Linked DNA regions of Columba livia: region 1 is linked to region 2. The links are chromatin contacts, called in public Hi-C maps. All regions are on one chromosome and are shown on one strand. The core of a region is the stretch at or near the end of the contact, and the rest is flanking DNA. Distances in the headings are between cores, read along the strand shown. Region 1 holds the start of PDE3B (phosphodiesterase 3B). Region 2 overlaps PDE3B (phosphodiesterase 3B).

Region 1 (7,807 bases), core at 4,869-7,368, 56 kb after region 2:
GGCTTACATGTTTCTAGGCTACAAATAGTATCTGAATTTAACAATTCAGTTTTAATGAGACAGTGTAAAATGCATATTAACGGACAGCTTCTGCACTAGAAAGCTTATACCCCGAGTACTTAAGGACAAAGTATAATTTGGTTCACAAATAGGCAATAGATACAAACTGTCTACGCAAATAAGGTACTGCATTAATTTCAAGTTGCATAAACATTTTAGACTCTTGAAATTGAGTCCTGGTCTTCCTAAGGTAATGCATTAAAGGTACGAGATAGCTTGGAACAGAAACTGGAGAGAGGTGGCAGTCAGTCCAACAACCTAACCACAAGATGATTCTTCCTTTAATTAACAGAGTGCAATGTGAAAGCAGTCTTTAACCATTAAATATTCCAGCCTTCCTTCATGTTTGAACCCAGTCAGGTAACTAGAGAAAGTATCAGCTCTGTTTGCAGAATCTTTTGGACACATATACTGTCTATTTAATTAGGAAGGCCTATTCTTTACCCAAGGAAAAATACAAATTCTAGAAATCAGCTATTCTATTCCTATGTAGGAGTTTCTACATGTAGTTATTTGCTCTCATATACATGTTCACCATCACATTAAAGAAAAAAGTAGTTTACTACTGTATTTTTCAGGACATAGAGTGTTTACAAGATCTGTAATACTTACAAGTGCCTTTTTGATTCCCAATTCTGACTTGGCTTTCATAAAAATAATAATTAAAAAAAAAAAAAGCGGTAAATGTGCAACAGTCAATGAAGATAAACCCTTTGATACCGGTAGCAGTAGGTACCACTAAAACATTAGCATCCGATTAATACATGTAATCAAAACACAATCTATGCAAAATTTGTCATACCAATCAATACTGCAGTTGTACTGCTAATAGCCTATTCCTCTCTAGGTCCAAGATGAATCCTGGAGTAAGAATGCAAAAATCTGTTTACTGCTAAAATCACATGAATTTCTGTGAGCAGAAGCATTAATATGGTAGAGTTCAGAAAATATATTGAATTTGCATTATTTTAGCCTTAATTTCAGTTACATTGCTTCCTTATATGTGTATTTATATATTTTGATAGCAACATTTAAGTTTACTCACATAAAAATTTAAAGATACAATCTATTCAATACTCTTTCCTCTTGGCTAAAACTACATTGCTAGCCATATGTACTGCGGAAAAACCACACACAGTATGAATTTGTAAACTTTGGAGGCTAAAGTAAACATAGATACTCATATAAAAAGAATAAAGGTAATCTAATTTTATCAGCCTTCCAACATTATAGTTGCCATACCTGTTCAAGTACAGAAAGCAATAATCTAAATATTTGCTATAAGGATTGCTCAAATTAGAAAACATTTACAGGATTGTGCTCACAGGCCCTCTTTCCACTTCTGCCCCAGCAAACAGTGATAGCTACATCCAAGTCCAGTGTGCACACACTACTTGTTGCACATACCTGTTCCCTCACTCCCCATGCAGAGACCCCTTGGAATTGTTGGCTTGAGCTTATGAATGGAAAGAGCAGCCAACTCAATAATTTTTTTTTCTCTGATATTTAACAACACAGAGAGTTGGGCTTAATTTCAAATCAACAGGTAACTGAAAACTTAAGGTCAATATTGGCATTCCCTATTTTCCTCAAAGAGTAGCTAAAGTCTACAGAAGAGGAAAATTTTTCACAATAATAATAATCATCCATTCGAATAAACTGCCCAGGGAAGTGGTAGATTCCCCAAGACTGGAAACTTTTAAGATTGAGCTGGACCAGGTGCTGGGCAACCTTATCTAGACTGTGCTTTTGCCAAGATGATCCTTGTGGTGCCTTGCAACCTGGTATTCGATGACTTGATACATCTGCCTTTTTTGTTTTTATATGCCCCTGCTTGCAGAGGTTTGTACAAACCTCTATATACAAGAGGCTCCTTAACAATCATACAAAATACTTCTAATAAAATCACAACAGCAACTTAGCTGTTCATCAAACTATTCCTGTCTTGGTGGACCTGCAGCACATTCTTTGTACTCCACTGAACTTCCCAACAATGCTTATTACACTCACTCATTAATATTGGAAGAGAATCTTTGTATTATTTTACAAAAATCTGCAAAACATGCCATCAGTCTTTAAAGAAAATTCACATAATAAACGCTCTCTGAAAAGCATTAAGTGCACACGTTCCTTCAGTTTCAAGGAAGCAATATAAAAACCTTGTAATGTTTATTCAAATAAAGTCACACATTATGGGCTTACTACCTCCCACTCTCCCACACCCAAATGATGTTTTATCAGCTCTGCATTGTCTGATCTCTCTTCAAGTCTGACGGATCAGAGGATTTAACCTGTGTTATCCTTATAAAGTCACACATAAAATACTGCACCAAACATATATCTATGAATTCCATTAAACTGTGCTTAATAAAGCACAAATATTTATTGTAAAGCATAATAGACTATTAGGAAAACAAAGAACGTCAGATCTCTTTGTTGTTTCTGTTCACTTCCAGTGATAAAAAAGATATCAAATTCTGGAAGTCTACCAGTTACATTTTATTATGAACACGTATGATTTAACTACTGCCAATAAATTCTATGTATTTAGTTATGGTTGACATTTATGATGTTACTTAAAGAATAATAAATGCCTTAACTTGAAATATGCGCATGCCTTTAGGAATTGAGCCGAATATCAAAGGAAGCATTTAGTAACTTGTATAAGAACAAATATCTTCTGTCATCTAGAAAGGTTAATGAAACCACATTTTCTGAGGTTTTTGTACTGCAGACAAATGCGATAGAAAAAGAGAGCATTAACTATTCAGAAGAGAACAGAGAAAGTAAATTATACAATATTCCCTACAAATCATAACTGCTAATAAAATATTTTAATGTTTATTTCATAGTATGCGTAAGATAATTTGAAACTTAGTGAACAAGTTATTTCTGACGCCTGTTGCAGCATCCTTGCATTTTAAGTTTTTATGCAATAACAATTACTGCTGTATTGTTCTATTGTGCAAATTCAGGGAAAGGAACGCTCAAAAACTGCTACACCGTTTCAGATTCACCTCGTATTTCCTCAGGCTTATTTTACAGTCAGTCACAAGAAGTGCATTACAGAATACACGTCAAAGCAAAATTAGAAAATTTCATGTAATATCTATGCATTTCAGAGACAACAGTAGTACACGGGGGATTCTACAGCAACAATCACTTCCCAGAAACTGTTCACTTGCACGTTTATGAAATATAGTCCCCTTAGTCTCCCTCTTGTAACGGGCTGATAACCCACTTGCAGCAGCCTCAGGCCAGTTCCACCAGCAACACAACTCAATGTTCCTACAGTTCACGTGCAAGTTCCCAAATAAAAACAAACTTCCCCACACACAGGGATCTGTGCTACAAAAAAACCACCAAGACTCATTGAAAAGTTTTCCGGGAGGTAGAAACCAACAGAGTTCCATTCAAGAAAACTGAGCGTTTCGGGCATCCCTCCAGACTCTGCTGAACAGCTCTCTCTTCAGTAAAAAGAAGTTTCAAAATCCCATCAACCCAAACCTAATGCTAACTTATGTGGAGCGAGGAAGAGAGGCTGAGAGGGTGAGAGAGAAACAAGAGACGGTAACCTGCAAGGCAGAAAGACAGCTGCCACTCAAACAACGCCAACATTTGATAAATAACATCCTTCAAAACCTGGTATTTCCTTAGCACTTTGGCAATCGCTTGGTCGATAGAAAGCTGTAAGAATCAGAAGTGCCAAGCAGCTAGAAAGTTGTACTTTCTTTCTCTTGTTAATTCTGCCAGAACTGGAGGAGGTGGTGGGCTTTGGAAAAGAAACAAACAAAATAACAAGGTAGCTCACAGCTGAAGATGTGTGTTTTGGGGTTTTGTTTTAACCAATAAGAACTACTTTTTAATATTTAAGATCGTATGAAAAGCGAACGAGCCTTCTATCCTACAGAAAACACATTATAATGATTTAGCTTCTCTGCAGACGTAAAGGATTAAATCGATTCTGCAGAACCGAGTTGAGAAACTCGCTACGGGACTAACATTTTCCTCCATTCCTCTAACTGGAGTTTGACAGCAGACATCCAGCACAGACATACACCGCAGTTCGGAAAAGCGAGTGGCGCTCATTCCTCAGAAAGTTTCTCCCTCCAGTTTCGGAGAAACCTACCTGCTCTCTGGAAATGCAAGGCAACGAGGGTCTCCTAAACATTTTGCAGCTGCCATGGTAGCTGGCCGAAGTTTCCCCTAAGGAAACGCAGCTAGATCTCCTCCTGGGTCTGATCACAGGCACTTTTTCCTCCACGCTGGGGAGCCGAGGGTGGTGATGATGCTGGTAGTGCGCTTCTCGGCTCTGAGCCGAGAAGATGCCGTGCTCCCCGACGCAGAGTGCCAGGAGGCAGCCTGCCACCCCGACCGAGCCGGCCAGCAGCGGTCGGAGGGCTGGGGGCAGCGAGTGAAGGCTGGTGAGCGACGCGAGCCACACCAGGCTGGAGAAGACCAAAACGAGGAGTCTCCGGCGCAACTTCAGCGAGCTCTGCAGCAGGGTCAGCGCTGCCACCGAGCCCAGCACTGTCAGGAGCCTGCCTAGGACCATCTGCGGCTCGGCGGGGTGCTGGGATTCGTCTTCGTGCCCCTCCGCGGGCAGCAGCCACTGCAGCACCACGAAGTCCCCCAAGTAGCAGCACACGGGAAGCGCCAGCAGCCACCAGCGGGTCGTGCCGCCGCCGGGCTCCCCGCGCCTGTCGCCGGTCAGGTAGCAGGTGAGGAAGAAGAAGGCACAGGCGATGCTGAAAAGGGGGCTGAGGCAGCGGGACAGGCACAGCAAGGCGTTCAGCGGCCGGAGGCTCCGCCAGCTGCTCCCGTCCTGCTGGCCCCCGGCGCTGCCCCGGCCGTGAAAGGCCAGGAGCGAGAGGACAAGGGCGGCCAGGGCGCCCAGACTGAGCAGAGCCCGGGAGGAGGACGAGGAGGCGGCGGTCGGGAACAGCAGGAGAGAGAGGAAGCTCTTCGGAGGGTCCTGCCTCAGGGGGGTCGCGCAGCTCTTCACGTAGCCGTTCCGCAGGCTCTCCGGGCTGCTGCCGCCGCCGCCGGGGAGCGCCAGGGGGGCAAACGCCCCGCTCCCGTCCGGGTGCTGGCAGCGCTGCGGGGCTTTGCTGGGTCCGGTGGGGGAGGCGGCCGCGGCGGCTTCTCTCTCTTCCCTCATGGTGGTCGGAGGCGCGGGAGGGGGGAGGACGAGGGAGACGCGCGGGTCGCGCTAGCTCCGGCCCGGCCTCGCCTCCCTCATCTCCTCAAGAGAAAGGCGCCGGGCTGAGCCGCCGCTTCTCCTTGTCGGGCAGCGGCGTCCGCAGCATGGTGGCAAAGACGGGGAAATAAAGAAAAAAAGGTAGAAGTCTCGCTCGCTCGTTCGCTTTCCCCGGACGGATCCAGCGGCAGGGACTCGCTGTCGCCTCCCAGCGCTGACAGGCAGCAGCGGCCGCTGGCGGAGCCCCGGCGGCGGTGGGAGTGAGGCGGGAACGGCCGCCGCCCGCCCGCCCGCCCGCTTTTCCTCACGCCGCTGCACACGGCGCGCGCGGAAACGCCTGCGGCGGCACGCGCCCCGGGAGCGGTTGCAGCGCTAACTGCCACGCGCTAACGGCCGCACGAGGAGCGGGGGCGGGGGGAGGCGCGCCCGTCGCGAGCCACCGGCCGCTTCCCAGCGCCCCGCGGCGACAGGCGGGGCCCGGGCACCCCGAGCGGCGCTCGCCGCGGCCAGCGGAGCGATCCAGCGCGGCCGGGCCCCGGGGAGCCGCGCCGTCCGTGTGTACCACGCAGCTCTTTCTCAAAGCCATGTAGGTCCCGCGCGGCAGCCAGCCGCCCACGCGGGGAGCGTGTGGGGAGCGAGCCGGGCCCGGCGAGCCCGGGCGGGCGGAACCGGCCTCGGCCCCGCGCCGCAGCCGCGGAACGGACAGAAACGCTGAGCTGCTTCAACTTTCCTGGCTTGTCTTTTTGTCTTGAGACACCACGAAAAAGTTGCTAGTACGGGCTTTAAAGCACACAAAGAGTATCGAGGTGTTTTCCCTTTAAGGACCTTTATTTTTTTTTTTTTTAAACACTTGAAAAGTAAGTATGGATTAGAGTATCTTTCTACACATTTTCAGTCTTTGTTAACTAAATTTCAAATTAGACTGCATTGCTCGATTAGGTTTGAGGCTTTGAACAACTAATCCCTTTGGAATTGATCAAAGTAATCATTTTGGACCAGACTTTTTAAAGTGTTGAGGCTGCTGTAAGTGAAAATAGGCACCTAATGGGATTTTGAGTAATGCTTTTGCTCAGTTCATCCTGTTTGTTTGTTTCTGGAAGAGTAACTGTTTAGTACTTTTGAAATTTTAATTTTAACTGTGCATCTTTTCCTTGTTACTTAAATGTCATTTGAGCCATGTTTCCACATAATACTGTACTGCTTTTCTTAAATTGGTTTAGAAATCAGATCAGGTAAGTCGGTGATTGCACTTTTTGCTTGCTTATTGAAACAGGGAATTATTGAAATGACTTGGTGCCATTGCTTGTGATTTGCTGCTTTTGAATACACTGGAGCAGCAGCTGCTTTGGGGAAGCTGATGTAGCAGGAAGTGCTGCTGCAGGACACGGGCCTGAAAGTTCACAATGTGCAGAAATCGTCCAGCATGATTTCTAACGGAAAATACAATACGCAATGATTGTGCATAGGAAGGTGGAAATAAGTAATGATTTGTTTTTCAAGAGGCAGATGAAATTGATGGAATTTTAATACCGTGGTACACCTACACTCTTACCAAAAAAAAGCAAGATAAATTCTCTCCCGGCTTGGTACACTAGGACCAGTATGATGGTAAAAAAATGCGTTAAAAAGTTTTCAAATGAGAAAATGTGAAGTTCCTTTGGGGGTTATATTCTTACATGTATTTCATATATTAATTATGTCAACTGGACCACAATCAAGTGTCTACGTAAATGTTTTCAAGGCTAAGATGTATCTTCCTATTATGCCTATCCTTTATTGTTCAATTCCCTTGAATTCAGCTATAAATAAATGCATTTCAGAAACAATTAGATAGTGTAGTCTTTGTTAAAACATCATATTTGAGTATATGTGTCTGTAACAGTGAGCACTAGAAAGTCCCTAAGGAAGATGACAGAGATAGGGCATCATATGATCCCTGACTGTCACTGTCTGTGGCTTTAGCACTTTCTGAATCAGAAGTGGTATCTTGTTTTTAACTGTTCCCAATAGATTTTTATCTCACAAATTTGCACAATCATATGTTTTTTTTAAGACCACGTAGGCTTTGGGCATCTGCAGGTCCTTGATCAATGCAACTTGACTGTGCATTGTGTCAAATGTGGTTTTGGTTTTTTTTTAAAGTTTCCTATCTGTCTTAGTTTCTCTTCTTCTCATTTTGGTAGAAACAATGAACGGTTGCTCTCTGGTCACCTTTTCTCTTCAACTCATCATTTATTTTTTGAACACTACTATATGCTTTTGGAGATGAGGAGACCAGGAGTTACACACAGTAGTCAAGACACAAGCAGTCCAAATAATGGCTTTCATGTCATTATTCAGTCCTTTCCTTATAATTCTTGCCATTTATTTGGTTTGCTTTATTAGGGAAGTGACAAAACATAAACTGAGCAATGTTGAATGTTGTTTTGTTAAACATTCAACAAACATTGAACACTGTTGTCATAGCATTAACTGCATAGATTCCAGGATCTGTTTTCTGACTGTTAACATCTATATCCACTAGATAGTTTTACAGGTAAGGATAGA
Region 2 (7,576 bases), core at 1,603-4,102:
GGGTTTTACTTTCCTCAAGTTACAAACCACCAAAATTATTGCAAAAGTACACTACGCACTTTTAGATTTCTTTTAAAAACACTGTAATGCTCGACTAACTATATTTGGCTAGATATCCGTGTAATGATATTTTCAAAATAATTTAACTTACAAAACAGAAAATCATATTATCTTAGCTACTCAATAATTCCTTGTGTTTGTGCAAAGTTATACTAAGGACCATATTAATACTTCAGTAGAGATTTAAAATACACAGCTACCAAAAAAAAAGTTTCAGAGCTTAGAAATCTAAAAATCTATTTTAAAACTGGAATATAATATACGTCTCATACCCCAAGCTGAAATGCGCACATCTAAGGCCGTTCACAGTGTTAAGATTTGTAACACTGCGGTTTGATTGCCTAAGCTAGGTCAGTGGGAAGTTTTAGTTTCAATTATGATACTGTTCAGGAGATTCACTGTGCGCATTAATGTTTGTTAAGAAAAGAAAACTTGCCCTCTTTGACACCACCCATTCATGTTCCATGCTCCAAAATCTTGAGAGAAAAACGGTACAAAAGTGAGTTGCTACTTCTGACTGAGTCTTTCATTGATCAAATCTAAAAGATTCCTAGTTGCTAGTAGCATCTGTTTGACACCATTAGGCATTAGCTCCGTAAATAAATATTTCCATAGCAACCAAGCATAGAATTAGCCAAACAATGAAACCAACACCATAGCAACTTGATTCAGAAATCAACTCTCTAAAAAATCACTTCATTCAAAAGTGAAATTCTACAACCAGATGAAAAACTGATTTATTGTAAAATATGAAAAACGTTACATACTCATTTCTTTTCATGACTGCCTTTCAATCAAGACTTATGCTAGATTCATTGTTTCCGCTTCTAAATCGGTCTTCCGTAGCAACTTACAATCAATTAGCTTTTTAAACCCATGTAATTTAATGATACAAAAACAAACACAGCAGTATGCAAACCTGGAAGTCTTGTTTTATTTATTTGGATTTTTTCCCTCTCTATATAGAAAAGGTAGTTTTTGAAAAACAGTATGTTTTTAAGCAGTTAAACTGGATTCAAGATGAGACTAAAGGTGAAGCAACCAAAGAATTAGTCTCAAAGTAGGGGTGGCATTATCTAGATAACACAGACAACATTCTGTTGTGAAACCTTGCAGGCTAAACCAACAGCCACTTGAGCAGATTATTGAAATCAAGACAAAATACAGCACTTGGAATAGCATTCAATATTATACTTAAGGCATTTAGAGTCATGATAATATTTCTACATCCACTAAACCTTCCCATGAATATAAATGGGACAGGAAAAAACTAGAATATTTTTGGAATCCTAACACTTATCACTTCCTGACTCTATACATTACTTATCCACGGCTGTAAAATGGTAAATAAGTTGTGAAGTCTGCAGATAGCCACAATCTTTGAACAGAAGCTGAGTGTGCTTTCATGGTTCTGAGGTTTGGATACACATACTGAAGGAATAAGTCAGATCCCCTATCCTAGACTCTGCCATTGATTCTACTAAGCTCTTTCATAAAAGGTGCTGTCTTCACTTTTTAAGAAGTCTAAAGTCTTCCTTCAGTGGAAAAAGACTCACTTCTACTCACTTGCTTTAGTAAATTCTACTATGAGCATTGAAGAGTATCTGCAACATATTTGGCTGGACACATAAGAACAACACTGGAACATACAGGTGTCTGGTCAGCATAATATTTTCACCAGACTCCACAGTATGCTCATCTTCCCTGCAAATACAATTGGACAACACCTGCAGCTGAGTAAACTTTAACAAGTCTCTTTATAGTCTTCACCTGTTCAGTTACAGTTTCCAGTAACTTCGTTGTCAGCACAGATAGAAAAACAGAGCAAAAATGCTCCACTGTTACGCTAAAGTTTCAAAAAAGCCTTCAGCAGGCATATTAATCTTCCTCCTGCAAGCAGAAAAGTATTTTTTTATTTGGTTGGGTTTTTGCTTTACTTCTGCTTTTGTAGCCAGGAGTATCAGCAGGTCAGCTTCTACTTTGTCTGCTGTAGAGAGTTTTCAGTTTTCTTCTTGCTTGCTATGTTTGCTCCGATCTACCTTTTAATATTTATTAACATCTTCAAATTATTCAAATGGGTTCTAAAAGGTGTTTTTGTCTGTTAAGGGAAAGTAGGGGATTTTTTTCTTCTTATGCAGGTAATGAAAAAAAAAACTGGCTAAAACCACACTTAGGTCATTTCCTGTTCCTTCTAGGTTTTGTCAGACTTATGTGTCAGAGTAAAGGCCAACCAGTAATTTATGGCAACTGGGGGAGGGAGGGCAGAGGAAAAAAAACCTGCCATGTGCAGATCCTTTAATTGCCCATTATAAGCATTTTCCTTTAGAGCATGTGGTTGTAATCACCATCAAAGGAAAGAAAGAGTGCTAGGTGGATTACTGCTCTGATCCAATACAGTTGCTTCGGTATCCCAGCTCTCTGTGCTACTTCTACTGTCATCCAAAACCTAAAACCATTTTTAAATGTTGTGTCTATTTCACAAAAAGCAAAATTCAGAAATTGCTCCCAAAACATCCTTTTCACATTCACCTATTGGCATTATTTTACAATTATTTATAGTAAAAGCATTTCCTTTGGTGTTGACACACTGTTAATCTTTGGTGCTGGAACAGATGGAGAGAGCAAGCTTAAATTTTATCTTTCTGCAATAGAAGGATGAGCTGAAGCATTTTACTGTAGGCTGATATATTCTTAAAGCAGTAACTAAACCCACTTACTAGAGATGAAACAATTTTCCCTTCTATTGATTTAGATTGCTTCTCTCTCCCCACGTCTCCCTCTGAAACGAGCAGCACAAAATTAAACTGTACAACTCAGCCAAAATTAATATGAATGCAAGAATGGTTCATATCAAGTGAATTAGACCAAATGATCATCTAGTCCAGTATCTTGCCACTGACAACAGCAGCCACTTCAAGATAAGAATATTCTTAAGCAAACAGTGCTAGTTCTCAGAATATTCTTTCAGCCTCAGCAACACAGCTCAAGAAAACCATATATTGTATGTCGTATATTACAAAGGTCAATAGATTTTTCACCTTTGCATTTCTCTGATCATCTTCTCATAATCCATGTAAACTTATTACAGATCGAATATCATATACAAAGGCAGTTCACAAATTAAATAGAGATTATGCAAAGTTCCCTTTCATTCTGAATCTGTCAGCACCAAATTCATACAGTGAGGAAGTAAACAATCAGCAACACTGTCATGCAGTCTACTCACTGAACAGTTTTTCAAAAGCTTATAGTGGTTCTCCAGCTAACTTCAGTCACAAGACACAGTTTTTTTCAGACTACGAGGCCATACTTTCAAATCCCCCGGGATAGTTCCTTCAGAGACACAGCACCTTCAGCATAACAAAACCTCCAATTCACTAAACATGGCCATTTTTCATTTGATTGCCTTAAGGATTTTTATTTACAAAATAACCACAAGGAACAAGCTTTACACAAGTCAGTGTTGTTTTCTTTCAATAACTTATCCAATCAAGAAAGATAATGACTGAAGTTAGGGAAGTAAGATGAAAGAAAATGGTCAAGAAGCCAAAGAAGACATAATGTCATAAAGGAAAGCAAATATTGCTGCAGTGCTGTTGTTGGAAGTTATACATGGGGATTGAACTGCCTCAATTCTCAGTTGCTCAAGCTAGAGAATTAAAAGCAATAATTTAAAAACAGATGAGAGAGTATAGTTATGAGCCTGATTACAAGAGCAATTGTGTTAGTGAAAGTTAAATCAGTATTAAATAATAAAAATATCTTAATGGACAAGTTTCTGGTTGAAGTGCCAGGAAATACAAGATGAGATCTCTTGGGGGAAAAAATATTGGAACTCTGAAGAATGTATTACAGATTGCTGTCAGAAACAGAGAAGAAAAAGGGAATGCAAATTGCTCCATTCTACAGAAAGTGCCAATTTACTTTCCTCTTCTGTATTCACGTTAAGTAGTACTTTAGTTGGCAGTTTCATAAGCAGCTGAGAAAAACCTCAAATGGCAGCAGATTTGAAAGAACACAGAATTTTTTTCCCCATGTAGTAATGTTGTGATGCTGTTCTAAACAAAAGAACAATGATGCCTTCCCACTTGCTGTCCATTAGATGATAACTACATTAAATAAAACTACATGGGGAGATTCACTTTGTCCCCCAAATGGCAAGTCTTGCCTAGACAGCTGTGCAAAGCAAACAGAGGAATCTCCACTAGCAGTACGGGGAGAGCCATGTGCACCATTCCACTTGTCTTATGATAAACTCATCTGTCTAGGAAAAGAGTCCGCAGTCAGATGCCTCTGGCCGTTGTTACCAGTTACTAATCTTGTGAAAAATTTCTCTATGAAAAGACTGAGGGATGAACAAGCTCAGATTTCAGTTAAAAGAAGGAAAAAGAAACCCCAGCACCCTAAAACTATAGAAGTTGTTGTGAAGTGCTATGTTTTTTATAACATTTAAAAGCACATCCTCCTGAAATTGATTCACTTGATGTAGACATCAGGTGAATTTCACAATCAGCTAATATGCCAGCTAAAGGTACACTTCCAGGAAAGAAAAATCATCTTTGTCCCACAATCAGTATCTCTAAAACTACAGAATCTTTTTTTAATCGTCGTTTTCATTAATTATGTTCCATTCCGCTGTTCAAACTATCACAGGACTCTCCCACACTTGAAGACATAACTGTATAACCTACTATACACAAAGGTAATGGAAAATCATATCCAAAGGCCCATTTTCACTCTAATGTTTTGACTTACTCTCAAAGCCACTTTGCTACCATGTTCACAGAGCACAAGTTACAGTTACATACAACATTCTTATTGCAAAGTTTTCTGAACATAGGTGTAAGAAATAATAGCATTAAAGATATTTGTAAAAAATAGTGAAGATGGCTTCTTCCTTATTCTATGTAACTTACTGACTTCTGTTTCTATAATAGGTTTTCCTATTATTTTGATGAGTGATACTCCCCCACCCCCCAAAAAAAAAAAAATCAAACCTTGTCATATATCAGGTTGAATTGATCTTAAAAATACCCAGACAACACAATTTTTTTTTTCTTCCATTTTGATAGCATGACTCCAATGGAGATACTAACACAAAAGAAGGAGGTCAAGATGAGTCGGGTTTCTTCTAGTGACTGTGTGATAATAAGAATAGCTCACCAGCCTTCTCTATACAAGCAGAAAAGTATTGGGATGTTATTCCAAACTGCAAGACATTTTTAGCAAAATCATCACAATAGTGAAAATTACACAAATGCCTACAGAGTACAACATCGGCAGTGAGAATATAATTTGTCATTTGGGACAAGTATTATTTACAATAAAGTTGCTGTGTAGCATGCCCAATAAATCCATCAAATATTATAAAAGCATGCAAAATAACTTTTCCTTGGGGAACACCATTATTTTTTTTTCATTTCTCAGGCTTTTTCTAATAGCTTTTAATGTGTCTGCTATTAAGTCTCTTTCAGACTATGTTTTTGAAATAGCAATTAATGAGACGAACCTAAAAAAAGTCTACACATCTGTGACTACTTCTGTCCTTATCAACAAATTCAACTCTTGACTACCATCTCATAGAACGTGCATATGTTTTGATATTTTTTTTAAGCAGAAAAGGCTAGACTTTAAAATTAACACTAACCGTAGAAAAACTATGGGATACCAAGATTCCCAGCAATATCTGGCTAGAAAAATATTCTCCCAATAAGGCAAGAAGAAAAGCTTTTACAACACCTATCAGACCACTGTAATTGGCTATTCAATTTTAAAAAGCCCTCATAATTGTTACAAAAATGGCAGAGTTAAATAGTTGTGGGGGTTTTCTTTGTTTTGTGGGGGGTTTTTTGTTTGGTTTGGTTTGGTTTTTCTTACTATACGCTATACACTTTACGCTTTAAAAATAAAGGGTTTTTCCACTACAGTAATTGTAGATTTCATTCTAAAATTAATATGTATAACAAATACCTTCTACAGCATTTAATTACAGTGTTTACACTGAAATTAAGCAATTAGATTTTTTTCTCTATTTGAGCATTTTTTATGTATTAGTTAACTTATGACATTCAAAATGTATATAATAATCAAATAACCTTGTAAAGCATATACAAACTAAACTAGGAGATAAAGTGGCCAAAATAAATAATCAAATATTTAATCATGACTGATCCAATACATGAAAGATAAGATTTTATTATAGTAGCCTTAAAAGGAGTAAAATCTGTACAACATGGCATAACCAATCACCAGTTCTGTCTTGTAGCACAATACTAGAAACTACCAGCTATAACATCAGCTTTTAAAGTGTTCCAGAGGAATGGGGGAAACTGTCAGAAGAAATGGATCATTTAGGGGAGGGGTCGGCAAGGGGAAGAAACCCTATGAAATTAACTTATAGATGCACCAATTAAACAAAGAAAACACAGACACACCCCCAAACTTTTACATGGTCTCCCATTAATGCTCCTGAAGAAATCACATTTACATGGGAAGAAAGGGATTGCTCTCCTCCGGATTCGCCATTTATTAAAACACAGAAAGTAAAGAGTAAAAGCTGAAAGTTCACGACAAGAAAAAGAATTGCCAATAGAGAATTCCTCAAAGATTCAAGCTAGGATCTATCTTAATCAACCCACTCAAAATGAACTGAAAAGGCAATAGAAGACAGAGTTTTCAACATGCACTGATGACACAAAATTACTGAGGATAGTTAGAAATAGAGTTGATTGTGACACAGCATCAAAATATCTTAATATAGTACATAGGCAATAAGACATTAATGAAATTCAGTACTACCTAATGAATAAATACCAAGAACAAAAATAATTTCTAACAATTTGTGTAGAAAGGTGGGTTCATAGTAAATCAGTACCAGAAAAGAAATCTTGAAGTCATTTGTGCCAGCCCAATTCTCACAGATGTTAAGTGAAATATTAGAAAGGGATCATCAAACAATACAGAAAAAGGACGGCCACTGCATAAATCGATGCTGCACTCACAATCTGAGTGCCGCATGCAGATACAAAAGTATAGAAGAAATAGAAAAGGAGAGGCTAATAAGATAAATCAAAGATATGGAGCAGCTTCTACTGTGAGGAGCCACACAGAGTGAAATCCCTCAAGTGTGAGGGAAACAGAGGGTTATAACAACGTTGTGTAGCTACCAATGTTATGAAGAAGGTAAATACGGAATGGTTAGTCAGTACTGTTCACAAGCACATGAACGATGGCCATGAAATTAGATCATCTGGCAGCCAGCTTAAAACAAGCCAAAGGAGGTATTCCTCACAGACTACATAATTAAATTATTGCAGCCATTGCTGCAGGTTTTTACAGAAAATAACTGTAATCAAAGATGTTCACAGAAACTGATCGGTCCATAGCTGATCAGAATTAAATAAAAAAACAAACCCAACTCACCTGAAAATTGCCCACAGCCTTTGCTGTTTCTTTTTTTTTTTCCCAATTTTACATTTTTACAAGGAAAAAAAAATACACACACACAGAACAATTT

Evidence for each region. A called contact is a pair of places that touch in the nucleus more often than the background predicts.
Region 1: a Hi-C map of crop shows a contact between it and region 2, with 2.5 times the contacts expected there. The contact joins the promoter of PDE3B here to the enhancer-like site in region 2. A contact is called at or near these places in 2 of 2 Hi-C or Micro-C datasets (crop and liver).

What each region holds. Positions count from the first base shown.
Region 1 is chr5:56,160,266-56,168,072 of bColLiv1.pat.W.v2, forward strand. PDE3B (phosphodiesterase 3B) reads right to left here and starts at 6,119. Exons shown (of 15, transcript XM_065065269.1): 1 at 4,190-6,119. The coding sequence starts at 5,221.
Region 2 is chr5:56,107,054-56,114,629 of bColLiv1.pat.W.v2, forward strand. All of the region lies in intron 1 of PDE3B (phosphodiesterase 3B), which reads right to left. Among named protein-coding and RNA genes, the nearest start is that of PDE3B, 56 kb to the right of the region's middle. Within about 2 kb of position 2,853, at least 3 of the 3 cell types and tissues checked have an H3K27ac peak away from gene starts, as active enhancers do.